2 separate regions of the Mus musculus genome follow, and region 1 is linked to region 2. A link is a contact called in public capture Hi-C data. All regions are on one chromosome and are shown on one strand. Each heading gives the region's core, a stretch centred on a gene start, on an enhancer-like site or on the middle of the called end of the contact. The rest is flanking DNA. Distances are from core to core; before and after follow the strand shown. Region 1 has its middle 6.9 kb from the start of Gm50597. Region 2 has its middle 5.7 kb from the start of Gm46842.

Region 1 (6,480 bases), core at 3,445-5,944, 200 kb after region 2:
CTCTTGGTATTTGTAAGATAGTTTATTAGAGTTTGCTATGTTGGTTGCACAGTAATGAACATTTCTATCATTTTGAAAGCTTTGGAGTAATTCAAGTAGACAGAGCTATCAGACTACATTTTCTTTAAAGGCTTGAAATTCTTAGCCAAGTGAAGTCCTGTAGCTAGTACAACACATACAGGCTGTAAGTTAGAATCAACAACCTGGCTGCCTCACTTTTTAAAAGACTCAGGGCACAGATCAGCTTCTCGTATTATTGAAAGGTAGACAAACATCCAAGACTGTTGAGGCGGCAAGCCCGGTGGGTGCTGGAGCAGGTTTGGAGTCTGCTGTTGCCAGATGACTTGGCTCACCTCTGTAAAGTGGGGATAACCACGGAACTGTCACACACGGCAGGGTTGGAGGTGCTGTCAGTGAGTAGCATTCATCTAGCAAATACAGGCACCAGGCCCAGCACTGAGACACAGCGCGAGAAATGGGGGTAGCCCACACAAATAAGCAATAGCCAAGCAGGCTGGTCTAAAAAACAGTTTTGTTAATTCTTGGCAAGTTTCATACATTATATTTTGACCACCACTTCTATTCCTTCCCTCATCTTCTCCCAGGTCCACCCATCATTCTATAGTTACCCAACTCCATACCCTCATTCCTCTCCTTTTATTTGTTTATTTTTTATTCATGCAGTATAATCAGTGCTGACTATGCACTCCTGAGTGTGTGACCATCCCCTAGAACACGTGAGACCTGCCAGGAGCCATAGCCTTCAACAAAATGTACCCAGTTTTATTTGCACAATCTGTTTGTCAGTCTCTGGAAGGCTCCCGACACTATCATCAGTAATTTGGGGCATCTGGTACATGGGACATCAGTTTGGGAAGATAGCCATCCCCGTATCCTTCTGCACTGACTATAATGACATTCAGAGCAGCTGACACTTTGCTTGCAGCTCTGGGCCACGGGAGCGTCCCACAAACACTACCTTACAGAGGAAACCTGTGGTCTTGGGGGAATGAGGTGCCGCAGCAAACTAAGACAGAAGACAAGAAAGCACACCATGTACTTGTGTGACAACAGATGATTTTTATAGTCTTTCCCAATCTCCGAGTTTATTCCTCTGTAACTTGTGTAACAGTGTGTATCCTAAAATTTTAGCCACTTAGCTGTAGAAAAAGGCAAGCTATGGCAAAGTGCAAACTATGATGGCTCAGTGGTTAAGAACACTTGCTGTTTTTGAAGTGGACATGCCATATCGAGTGGCTCACAGTTGCTTATAACTTCAGTTCTAGAAGAAATTGTGCCCCCTTCTGGCCCCTATAGCCAGACCCCTGCACACATGTGGAGCACATATATACACCCAAGCACACAACACATACATATGAAATAACAAATACATCCTTAAAGATTCTCAAGCACGAAAAACTAAAGGCCTAAGATTATGAAAGAGGTATTTATATAACTGTGTATGTACACACACACACACACTCACACACACACACACACACACACACACACACACACACACACACAGCATTGCAGAAAATCTTGAATCATCTTAGCCCTTGGTCAAAGTATCCTAAGGCACAGTGTGTGTGTGTGTGTGTGTGTGTGTGTGTGTGTGTGTATGTGTGTGATTTGCACCAGGTGTCACCACCTCTCTGTGAAAAGGGCTAGGTAGTAAATGTATTTGGTTTTGTGGCCTTTGGGAGATAGTCACCTCTGTCTCAGGCTGCAGAAGTCACCACACACTACACAGAAATGAATGACGGTGGCTCAGTTCCAAGAAAACTTTCTGGATACTGCAGTGTGGGTCATTTTCACATGTCATGAAATTATACTTGTCTCCTTCAATCATTATATAGGGGTCAAAAGCCCCCTATAGTAGCTTGTAGGCCATGCAGCAGTAGATGTTGGAACGCTCTCTTGCTGCTCCCCGCTCTGCCAGCCACTACACAACTCTTTGGTAGAATCATCTGCACTCACAGATGTTAGACTGAATGGCAGAAGAGCCTGATGCAAATTCAGCAAAGCACCACTGAAGCAAGCAACTTGCCTGGAAATCTCCCACGCTCTGAACCAACTGAACCCTCTCCACGGTAAGGAACGACTTCATCAGAAATGAAGAATGCCCAAGCCACTTTGCAGTCAGAGAAGGGATCAAAAGAAAAAACAAAAAAACCACCAGTCAGATTTTGGTTTGCTTTTGTGGTGTTGTGGATCAAATCCTGAGCCCTGTGCAGCTACCAGTGAACCACAACGTCCCTCAGTTGCTTTGGGTACTGATGAAGCCGCACACTAGCAAGCTACTTGCTAAACGACGCTTCTTTCCCTTTGAGAAAGATGGTGACCGCCTCATGCATCATTCTGAGGTCTTAGGGAATAGTTGTAAATGAAACATGTCTACCAAGAGGTCTAGGAATTGTCAAAAGAGTCCCTGATGTTCAAAGCATCCTAGAAATATTTAGAGAAAGCAGGCGACCTTGTAGTGCTCTCAAGTGAAGAATTATTTCTTGTCTCTGCGCTTTGAGAGTTAATTATCCATTTAAGTCATTCTACATTAAAAAAAAAAAAAAAAGCAAAAGAACAGAAGTCCTGGTGAGTTTCCATGAGTGTCTGTGGTGGGGAAGCCAGAAGGTGCTTTTTGAGTGCCAAGAAAGCATTACGCAGTCTTCTGGATTGTCATTTTTTATCATCGATGGCACAGGAGAACCTGGACTCTTTTAACCTTCTGAAAAAGCTGCATCATTTCCCCAGTAGACAATTTTGGAAACACCCCAGCCCTTGGTAGGAAGCGCATTAAGGCATAAGGACACAGGAGCTGGCAGGACAGAGCCTTTGCCTAGGAATTCAGTTCTTAGGCATTAGGACTAGTTGAACCACGGTGTTCTGGTGTTCTCATGAGCGAAATGAAGCTGACAGGCTGCTAGGTGTCTCTTTCCAACATGGCTAAGCAAAATGAGATGTCCTATGGAAAATAATTAGTACAATGTCTGGTACCTGGTAAGGACAAAAATGATAGTTCTTATCATCTTGACAGTTGGACTTACTATGTGCATCCATGCTTGTGTGTACAGGTATGTGTGCCTCTGTGTATGTGTACATTCATGCATGTGTTGGACTATGTCTCATAAAAATCATCGAAACTTGTGACACTTAAACATATATGCAACCAGTCTGGGAAATAAAGCTCTCACAAAGGCTTCCTGGCGTCCATGGAGGAGTCAGAGTCCGAATGAGCAGGCACTGTGGCCTGTGAGATCAAAGAAGGACGGGAGCATTCAAAGCATGTTTGCTGTCATGTCAAAGCAAACTGCGTGCAGAGGCATCGGATCACAGCAGACACCGTACCCATCCGCTCACGTACATCGATACAGCAGGAAGTATATTCTGTGCTTATGTTGTTTAAGGTAGCGTAGCATGGAACTTCTTGAGCTTTATAGTGAAATAAAAGCACACAAATATATGGAGTGTACTTAGATTGGAAAAGTTGCCTCCTGGAAGAAGGCTGGGGACATGGAGACATGGGAATGCAGCAGCAATAGGAATAGCTGATACAGTGAACGGTAAGGAATTGGAACTAAGATGCTGCCGTGCCCATGGGGAGTGAGCACTTAACCTTTGGCGCAGGTCTCCTCTGGGTTAAATGCTAAAACCTCAGAAGAGAGCAAAGCCAGTCATAGTGGCGTGGTAGTCACCTTTCCACTTGAGAGAGCTTATAGAGGGGAAGGCTCATTTTGAATTCCAGGCTTGGAGGTTTCAGTTTAGGGCCATTTGGCATTTGGTCTCCTTTGGAGTCCCTGACTTCCCAATATGCAGAAGCACAGGTGGGTCCTCTCATGGCTGAGAGACCAACAAGAGAGGGAAAGGGGCTCGAATCCCCAGTGAGCAGAGGTCCACAGCTCCACTCTTACAAGTTCTACCACCTTCCAGTAGTGCCACCGGCTGAGGGACAGGCTCCAGTGACCCTTTCCAGGTTCCAGCATCTGATAGTATCTAGCTCTAGTAGGACTGAATCAAGTTTCAGAGATGACCCAGGTAAAGGGAGATAATTTGAGTTTGTCCTCTTAATCTATGTGTCCTCCTAAGGACGGATCAGAGGAAGGCAGAAAGACTGTGGGAAAGAATACAGGGACTCTGTCATAAGTTCCTGTCACTCAAAACCACTCACATGCCGCACATCATGATGGCCTCATCTACAAAGTACTCATAGCCACAGGTACGGCAGGGGAGTAAGACCTGTACTCATGGCCCTCAGAGTTGTGGTAAAACCAGATTATTTCAAGGTGCTCAGGCTGGGAGTAGAACTTGCCTGATTTTTTCCTGCAGCTTAGGGGCCAGCTTTCCAAATTCATCATTCGGCTCCCTTGTATCCTGAATCCTACTTATGATTTCTTGCGAGTTAAAAACTATTGACCCGACTCACACCTGCAAATCCAACCGTAAGAAGTCTGATTCTTGAGGGCTGTGGCAAGTTTGAGGCCAGCCTGAGCTGCAGAAAGACACCTTAGGTGCGGGTGGGGGTGGGACAGGGGGGTGGGAAGAGGAACAAAGAACAGCAAACCAGGAAATGAAAGGCTACGTGAGAGCTTGATCTTATGACTTCTCAGAAGGCGGTGAACATGATAAGGCTTTCCCACCAGAGGAAGGGGCAGTTCAGAAAGAACGTGATTAGATGGTGTTAGTCATCAAGGGAAGGCTCTTGAGAGAAGCCACAGCCCCTCCCCCACATCTGTTGCCCTTTCTGAAAAAGACTCTGACAGTTCGAAGCACCAAAACGTTACTGTCTTCCCTATTAACGTTTGTGGTTTCTTCTAGTTTTATGAGTGTGTCTGCTTTTTACAAATTAGTAAAAACCAGAGAGATACGTGATGCTTTAAAAAGTTTATAATTCAGACCTTTTTGTCTAGAAAAAGAAAATGTTAATTCCACCAGTGATTTTGTAACTTCCTTAAATCTCTTGTTCCTGATACAGAACAAAAGTCATTGACGTTTTAAGACCAGAAAATTGCAACAAATACATTTTTAATTACGGCAAACTAAAAAAATATGAATAGTGATGCTTTAAATTATTCCTCAACCTCTCATTTCTAATGAACAATATTTCAAAAAAAAATTTTAATTTTTAAAAAAGATTTATTTATTTATTTATTTATTTATTTATTTATTTATTTAATGTATATGAGTACACTGCAGCTGTTTTCAGACACACTAGAAAGGGACATCAGATTCCATTACAGATGGTTGTAAGCCACCATGTGGTTGCTGGGAATTGAACTCAAGACCTCTGGTAGAGTAGTCTTAGCTGCTGAGCCGTCTCTCCAGCCCTACATTTTAGGTTTTTTAAAAAAGAATTTCTATGGTTTTGAAATTACTGGAAATAGTCTCTTATTATTAGTTTAACAAGAATCTTTTTACACTCCTAAATTGGCAAAGTATCTGTCAGGGTGATTTTATCATTCCTTTGTAGAGTATTATGGCTTTTATTGTTTCATTTTTATTAAAAAAATTAATTTGAATATAATTACATTACTTCACTGTATCCCTGTCTTCCATTCAATCCCGCCCATCCCCTCCCACTTCCTCTCACATTGATGGCCTCTTCATGATTATTATTGTTACATATATATGCATTAATATATAAATATATCCTGCTAAATCCATGGCTTGGATGTATATGTTTTCATGACAGACTCACTTTGTATTGGACAGCCCATTAGGGAGCTGATCTGGCCAGAGGCTAATTTTCCATCTCTCCACAGTCATGAGTTGCCTGGAGTTCTTTGTTTAGGAGGTGAGACACAGATTTCCCCCTTCCACTTACTGGGTCTATTGATATTTACTTTATAGCCATATTGTTGAGGTATCATTATGAAGCGTCCGTGCCATTTCTAAGAGGCATAAGCTCACAGCAGACTTTCTGGTCCTCTGGATCTAATAATGCCCAGGGATTAAGCCCTACAGAGAACAGTCCAGTGCAAGGCAGCAACCACAGCTGTATTTTGGCCAGCCTGGGATTCTAGCCTTTTGATCCATGTTTACACTAGAGCTTTGCCCCTGTGCTGGAGTGGCCCCATGACCACACCAGACAAAAAGCAAGTTGGAGCAGGGCGGGTGGATGTGGGGGAGGAGGAGGGTGGTTGTGGGGGTTGGGGTTGGGTGTGGGGGATGGGGGGCAATGGTGTCTTTTTTTTTTTTTTTTCTTCACTCCAAACATAATAAGAAGAAAGAATGGACTTTGGTTTGATTCTCAGAGATGGATTTGTTTTTTTTTTAAACCATCTTGTTCTGATACAACAAAAGCAGAGACAAAAAGACTTACCTGCAGTGAAAATGTTACTTAATCTTAAAAGAAATGGATACAAGGCAGTCATTAAAAAACACAAAGCCAGTAAAATACCTCCAGGGCAAGTAGCTAGCAGGATGGCTTTCCCCCTGAGGCTACTTTTTCACACTTAAATCTTATTAAAGAACAGCACTGGAAAA
Region 2 (7,129 bases), core at 3,298-5,797:
CTTTCTCTTTTGCAGCACATCCTCTGTTAAGAGAACATTATTTCACATCTTGCCAGCTTGATTTTAGAAACTGCTAATGTATACATGGAAAAGCAAGATCTCACAGGGCAGGAAACTGAAGCCATCCTGTAGATTCAACTAGGCCAGGAGTTGGTTTGCTGAAAGGGGATAATATATCTGGGTGTGGAAAGTGGAATTTCTCTAATGGCTGCGGAGAAATGCCTTCCAAGTTCAAGGGTAGCTCTTTTAGAAGGGAGCCTGAAAGAGAATCTGTGAGAAAAAGAAAGGGGCTTCCTGGTTGCTTTGACTTGGCCATTTGTAAAACGAAAGTGGGGCTGAGGAAGGCAGGAAAGGGAAGAAGAACCCTCAGTTTGGAGGTTTGTGTGGGTTTTTTAACTTCTTAAAAATAGCATTTCTTTTACCACAGGGGCACAGGAACTTGTAAATAAGAACTGCCAGCAATAGTAAACAAATCCGTCTGGGCCCTTTTATCTGAAAAAAGTTCTCTCTCTCTCTCTCTCTCTCTCTCTCTCTCTCTCTCTCTCTCTCTCTCTCTCTCTCATGCAAAACAAATTTTCCCCCTCCCCTTCAAGGCTTCTTTGCTGGTGTTTGTCCAGGAACAAACAGCCTTCTATATAAATGGTCTCCAAAAGTTCAGGAACAAAAAAGTGTCCACTGTCTGAGTACCCACAAAAACGACCTCTGCTGCATAGTGGGGCTTTTCTGTTCTGAATTTGTGCTCTGCTATCAGAGTCCTTTAATTTCTCTGAACAGAGGGCTCTTTGGCAGAAGAAAGGCTGGGGGTGGGGAAGCCGCACCGGAATCATCTTTTTTTCCCCTTCCTTTGCTGTTTTCTTCCAGTCAGCAAGGAGTGCTTGAGTGACTCTGATCTGCCCCAGCCTCTTGCTGAGGTGGGAGCCTTGAAGGGTTAAGGGAGGCCACCACCAGTTTCCCTGCTGAGTGGGCCAGCTAGACGACCCCACCTCAGAGCTGTTCATAGAAAAGAGACACCCACTCCTGACACCCTTTATCTCCTTTGGAGATTTTCCTTTTGCTGTGTGTTTAAAATGCTTTTCAGTGATGACTGTCTTTTTTAAGGCAGAGGTTCCCTTTAACCACTGGGAGTCACTTTCAACCTGGTCAAAGGAAAGGAATGTTAGGGATAGGGGGGGGGGGCACAGGACGCAGACACTGCGACTACTGTTTGAGAGCCTGGAAAGAAATAATTGTGGTGAACTTTTAACAGCCCATCTCTCGACTTTCGTTATTTGGCTACTTGTTTGTGGACTGAAACTTTAATTTCATTGAATTCAGTTTGGCACACTTTGAGCAGTCTCAACAAAAGCCACATGCTTCCTCTGGTGCCCAGATTAGGGTCAGGGACAAGATGCACCATAGCCGGGCAAAATTTGACCTAAGCAGAGTGAAGAATATTTAAATTTCACTTTTTTGGTATTGGAGATCCAATTATCCATGCAAAGCAAGTGTTCTATCATTGAACTAAATGTCTAGATCAAGATACCCTATTTAAGACAACTTTCAGATAAACACATGTGTTTTTTCAGCTAAAACTGCAGACAGAACACCTTCCTCTTGCCAAGGGGCTGATCGCTACACTGAGACTAAATAACAAAGGTATCATCAGAGAGAGAGAGAGAGAGGGAGAGAGAGAGATGGTCAAAGTGGAGAGTCAGCGTGGACTTGGGCAGCAGAGGAAGAAGGCCTGTGGTGTAGGACAAGGGAGAAACAATAGAAGATGGTGCTTACCCTAGTATTCTCTAGTTCTGTGCTTGCTGGAGCTATAATCAGGACACCTTCAGGGAGTCACTGCACCTCTGCAGTCCACAATGTCCTGGCTCTATCCACCTCAAACCAGCAGAACCCTGACGGTCCCACAGCAGAGCTCTTTGTCTGTGCTTTAAATCCTTCTTCACCGGAAACAGGGAATTTAGTAGAGCCAAAAGACTGAGTTCCAGTTTGGGAGGGAAGACATGGACAGAGTGTTCTTGTCGTTGATTAGAATATGGGCAAGAGAAAGAAATGAAAGAATGTTAAATGGAACCGGGGAGAGAAAAGGAACCAGGGTTGTGTTCTTGCCTTTTTTAATGGGGCGTAGCAGCCCTAGCCTGCTGTTGGGCTTAGGAAGGTACCCTAGCGGTAGCTCTACATGGGATGCGCTGCCCACATCCGATTTACTTCAGGCCTCTGGCTCCTAGCTGGGTAGTAAGGATTTCCTTCCCAGGACTCTTGGAAGGTGGCTATGAGCTATCTCCATTGCAGGACTCCCAGCTTGTATTGACTGTTGAAAAGCACCACAGGGCTGGTATGGACACTTGCTGCCAAGCCTGACAATCTCACTCCATATTTGTAAGGATACAAGCAGTAATGAAGTTGTTAGCGGAGCTGATTTATTACGCTGTCTCTATAGTCCTGAGCATGAGGACAAAGCTGTGATACAAGGGTTTATTCATTTCTTCAGAGCTTCTTAAGCGGCAACACACTTCAGCATTGGGGCATCACTGAGCAATGCATGCCAGCCAGTGGTTTTCCCCCAAGAAGGAGCGATAGTGAATATAATTAATTATAGTGAACGAAGGTCTGCCGGTTGCCTGGGAAATCATATACAGAAGGTTACAGGAATGTATATTTGGGCTACTTAAACTTCGTGGAGGACAGAATCTAAGCTGTGACATGGAGAAAGAGGACGGGTTCATCAGAAGAGGGGTTACAAAGCACACACAACTTCTTTGGGCATAGAAGCATGACATTTTTGAGGAACTGAAAGAGGTCCAGCTTTGGCAGATTGTAGGCAGGATGCTGAGAGACAGGATTAGAGCGGCTACAGTGAACAGGGCCCTGTAAGCCATGCGCGTGAGTTTTGATTTTACCTTAAAAGGCAAAGGGAAGCCACTGTAGGATTGTAAACACCGTGTGTGTGTGTGTGTGTGTGTGTGTGTGTGTGTGTGTGTGTTTACACCAACAAGGTGGAGTGTTAGAGGGTCCATCTGGTTGTTAGAGAAGAACAAGACAGGGTGGAGGGAGCCAGTGAGAGGTACTATGAGACAGACGAAGCCTATGAAGCCCAGACTACAACAGAGTAGAGTGGGCAAAGGGGTGAACCAGTTGGGATGTATTTGAGAGGGCTTGTGATGGTTGAAGAAGAAAAGTCAAGGATAGTCCTAGGCTTCTGGCTTTAAGTAATTAGAGGGACTATGGCATTCAATGAGGCTGGCAACAAGGGGACAGGGAGTATGCTGGAGGTGTGTGCACATGTGTGTGTGGGCTCTTTGTTTTCTGCATGTTGAAATTGAAGTTCCTGAGGGGACAGCCAGGTGGGAATACATTTGGGAACACTGCTCATCAATGGCAAAGCGACAGCACAGGCTTGAGAAAATGTGTCTCTTATCTGTGTTTATTTATGCTGAAGTCTCAGATCTTTGGTCATAAGGAAAGAAATTTACTCAAGCTAGCTCAGTTAAAAGAAGGAATTGCTCTAGCACAGCAGGCTTCAAAGAGCATTGCTCATGGGGAAGCCCTGAGCAGGGGGCAGCTCTTCTGAACTTTGCAGAGCAAAGTGGACCCTCTTTCATTTCCACTCCCCTCCCCCTGCATTGTAGCATACCAGGGCAGATCCATGGAGCCCCTACCCTCCACTGACTCCTGTTCTATCCCCTACCTGACCCGGTGAAAGTCTGGGCTGAAAAGATTACCTTAGGCTTTGCCACAGTGTGTCCTTCTCTTTATTCAAATTCTTGAAAAGAAAGATCTAATTAGCCAGTGAGTGGAGCATTAGCAAGGGTTGTGGCTCCAAGGGCTCATTTCTGGTCCAACCAGTGATCTCTGTCTCTGTCTCTCTGTGGTTCTCTGTGTGTGTCCCGTCCCCCCCCCCCCACTCTCTGTCTCTGTCTCTGCCTGTGTATTGAGTGTATGTAAAGGGTGTGATTTAGCTGGCTGTTCTCTCTCTCTCTCTCTCTCTCTCTCTCTCTGTGTGTGTGTGTGTGTGTGTGTGTGTGTGTGTGTGTTGATTCAGTGTAAGGGGTGTGGTTTAGCATGTTTTAATACATGTTTAAGCTTTTGATGGGAATGTACACAGTGTTGATATGTGCTTAGTTAAGTAGCATACCATGATGGTTCTGTGTCTTTCATGAAGCCAGAAGAAAGCCTGAAAACAGCTTCCCATCAGTAACTTCTTGGCTGTCTTACCTATACTGTTCTTTTGGGGCTTCAGTTTCTTGGCTGTAAAATCGGTGATGCTGTCTCTTGCTAGGAGAGAGTTAAAGGAGCTGCCACCAAGGCAAGGAGAGGGAAGTACAGAGTGACTGCTCCTTTCCTCGGGGTATTTCCCTTCCAGTTTGTTGAGGTCATTGCTTATCAGCATGCAGGAAACATACTTGGAAAGTCACTGTTTGGGGTAGTGAGTCCAGAGCTGGAACACAAACAAATGTGTATGGGCTGAACATATCCTTTATTCCACTCAGAAGGAGTCATAACCACCCGGTTTGGGGGAAGTGAGCTGAGGAAACGTCACTGAGGCCAGCAGTGGTGACTCATGCCTTTAATCATAGCACTCAGAAAGCAGATGCAGGCAGGTCTCTGTGGGTCCAGCCAGAGCTACAGAGTGAGAGAAAGAGAGAAACCAAGCAAAAGTCATTGAGCACTACTATCCTGCTATCTATAAAAGACATGTAATTGTTGATTTATATTATTTATTCAACTTTTTCTAGATTTTTTACACAATAGAATAATTAACATACAATAAAAACGAATGAGAGCCGGGCAGTGGTGGCGCACGCCTTTAATCCCAGCACTTGGGAGGCAGAGGTAGGGGCAGGGGCAGGGGCAGGGGCAGGGGCAGGGGCAGGGGCAGGGGCAGAGGAAGGCGGATTTCTGAGTTGGAGGTCAGTCTGGTCTACAGAGTGAGTTCCAGGACAGCCAGGACTACACAGAGAAACCCTATCTCAAGAAACCAAAAGAAGAAGAAGAAGAAGAAGAAGAAGAAGAAGAAGAAGAAGAAGAAGAAGAAGAAGAAGAAGAAGAAGAAGAAGAAGAAGAAGAAGAAGAAGAAGAAGAAGAAGAAGAAGAAGAAGAAGAAGGAGAAGGAGAAGAAGAAGAAGAAGAAGAAGAAGAAGAAGAAGAAGAAGAAGAAGAAGAAGAAGAAGAAGAAGAAGAAGAAGAAGAAACCAAATGAAAGCTATATACTTAAAAAAAAAATTTAGTTTTCATAGTCTAGTGATTTACACAAGACTAGTTTCTTTCTTTGGGTCTAGAATGTCTTTTGTGACAGAAAAGACCATACCTACTAAATCACAGATGTGTTCCAGGTTAGAGCTGGAACATTCTGATGTTTTGTATTTAATGCAGGGCTAATGAAACCAAGCCTGAGGCTTCATTCTCCTTAAAGACTACCATCTATCCTTATGAAATACGGTGGCCATCAATTTGACCCTTGTTCTGATTTCTACCTTGCAAGTGAGTGTCAGGGGTTCCAAGGAAGAATGACCTCAGAGAATTTGCTCCATGCAAATATGTGGCTATCATTAGGATTAGGGCGAGAATCTTTGACGAGTTAAGTGATGTTGAAATAGTGAGGTGTGAGGAGAGGAACTGGCACATTTATGTAAGTATTCCATTCTAGAAGGAAAGTTCTAGATGGAGCTAGAACAGAAGAAGTTCAGAGTTACTCCTTTTAGAGGAGAGAATATGTGAAAATGTCTCTGGCTTCAAATGAAAGGTCACTCGGCTTTGACAACTAGAGATCCTTTCAGCAGGCATTTCATCCTTTAACAAAAGGTAACTCAGCTAGTTGAGTTAACCATCTTGAGAAAAGCAAGGTGCAGCTACTGAGTGTGTCTTGACGTAAGTGAGCCTCAGAGGACATATGGGGAAGAGCTCCAGAGAGGTAGGAGCATTTTGCAAAGACACTTGCTGTCCAGTCTCTTCTCGCTGCTAGGACAGAGTGCCAGGGTCTGGGGGACGTATCAACTGCCTTCAGTTCTGGAGGCTATGAAGTCTAAGATTAAGAAAGGCAGTGTTCGGGTCATAGATGGAGACTTGCAGCCTCATCAGAGGGTGGTAGAGAGCTTGAGTAATTTCTTTTGGGCTTCTTTACACTGATTTGAACGCCATTTGTAAATGCTCTGGCCTCATAACACAATCACCTCCCAAAGGCCCCCCGTGCTAACGTCCTGACTTTGGGGGTGAGCACTGCACACATGGACCGGGCATGTGCACTTCATTCTGCGTTAGCCGTTACCTTATTTACCTTGGATTATCTTAGATTATTAACAAAAATTTTAAAAACCAATACAATAAAATTGCCTCACAGCACTGGGGGAATTCCTGCAGTGAAATCAAGTATTTGTGACCAGGCCTTTGCCACAGTGCCTTGCCAGCATCAGACTTACCGCTGCTTTCTGTACCCTGGGGTGCTGTCTTTTCAGGGAGCCTCACCTACATAGCCAATACTCCCTGTAACTGTGGAGGGTAGAGGCTATTGAAAAATAGTTTGCAGGTCTCCTGGGCTCTTCTGTTAAGGCAGAGGTGTTCACATCATTCAGATATTAATCTTTACCCTCTGTGCTTCTGTGAGTGAGTGAGTAAGTACGTTGGCTTGCCTCTGCGGTGGCTTTTCATCAGTGTCCACGAAGCTCGTTCTGTGGTACACCACAGGAGAGCAAGCAGTGGCTAGCAGAAGCTTCTCTATCCCCCGCCTCCTCCTCCATCTTCTCTGTTTTGGAGATCACATAGCCCAGGCAGAGGGCACATAAGCTGAGGTCCAGCCAGCCGAAGGAGGGGCTGTTTGATATGGTTCTAGCTTGTTACCACATGGGTGACATCACGTGTCCTAATTGATCCTGATTGGTCCAACCTGGCTCAGGATCAGCCTGATACAGCTCATCATTTCTGACCATTACGGTCAGAAGCATGAGATTTTTTCAACCATCAACTCCCCAAGGAAAGAGAAATGTTGGATGTCTCTTGTCTTTTCTTTCCCGTGAGCTTCCTCTCCTCTCTTGCTACTTACTTGTAATACTTACACCCCTCTCCCGCCCCCTTCCCAGCAATGCTCAATGAAGTCCCAAATCATTCCCAGGACCCCGAACCAGCCAGCAATTGAGTCACTCTGTCT

What was found. Capture Hi-C pulls out chosen DNA fragments and counts their contacts.
Region 1: a capture Hi-C map of bone marrow-derived macrophages shows a contact between it and region 2, with 4 times the contacts expected there. The contact joins two enhancer-like sites. A contact is called at or near these places in 11 of 484 Hi-C or Micro-C datasets (the BV-2 cell line, the HPC-5 cell line, Th2 cells and 8 more), 7 of 115 datasets of contacts at active chromatin or transcription factors (CD8 T cells, the HPC-7 cell line, T-cell acute lymphoblastic leukemia and 4 more) and 1 of 9 other capture datasets (bone marrow-derived macrophages).

Annotation. Positions count from the first base shown.
Region 1 is chr4:9,111,422-9,117,901 of GRCm38.p6, forward strand. No RefSeq gene overlaps it. Among named protein-coding and RNA genes, the nearest start is that of Gm50597, 6.9 kb to the right of the region's middle. Within about 2 kb of position 4,695, at least 76 of the 459 cell types and tissues checked have an H3K27ac peak or open chromatin away from gene starts, as enhancers often do. A contact at or near this core is called in the HPC-7 cell line, Th2 cells, acute myeloid leukemia and 4 more, where this site is marked.
Region 2 is chr4:8,912,959-8,920,087 of GRCm38.p6, forward strand. No RefSeq gene overlaps it. Among named protein-coding and RNA genes, the nearest start is that of Gm46842, 5.7 kb to the left of the region's middle. Within about 2 kb of position 4,548, at least 72 of the 459 cell types and tissues checked have an H3K27ac peak or open chromatin away from gene starts, as enhancers often do. A contact at or near this core is called in the HPC-7 cell line, Th2 cells, acute myeloid leukemia and 4 more, where this site is marked.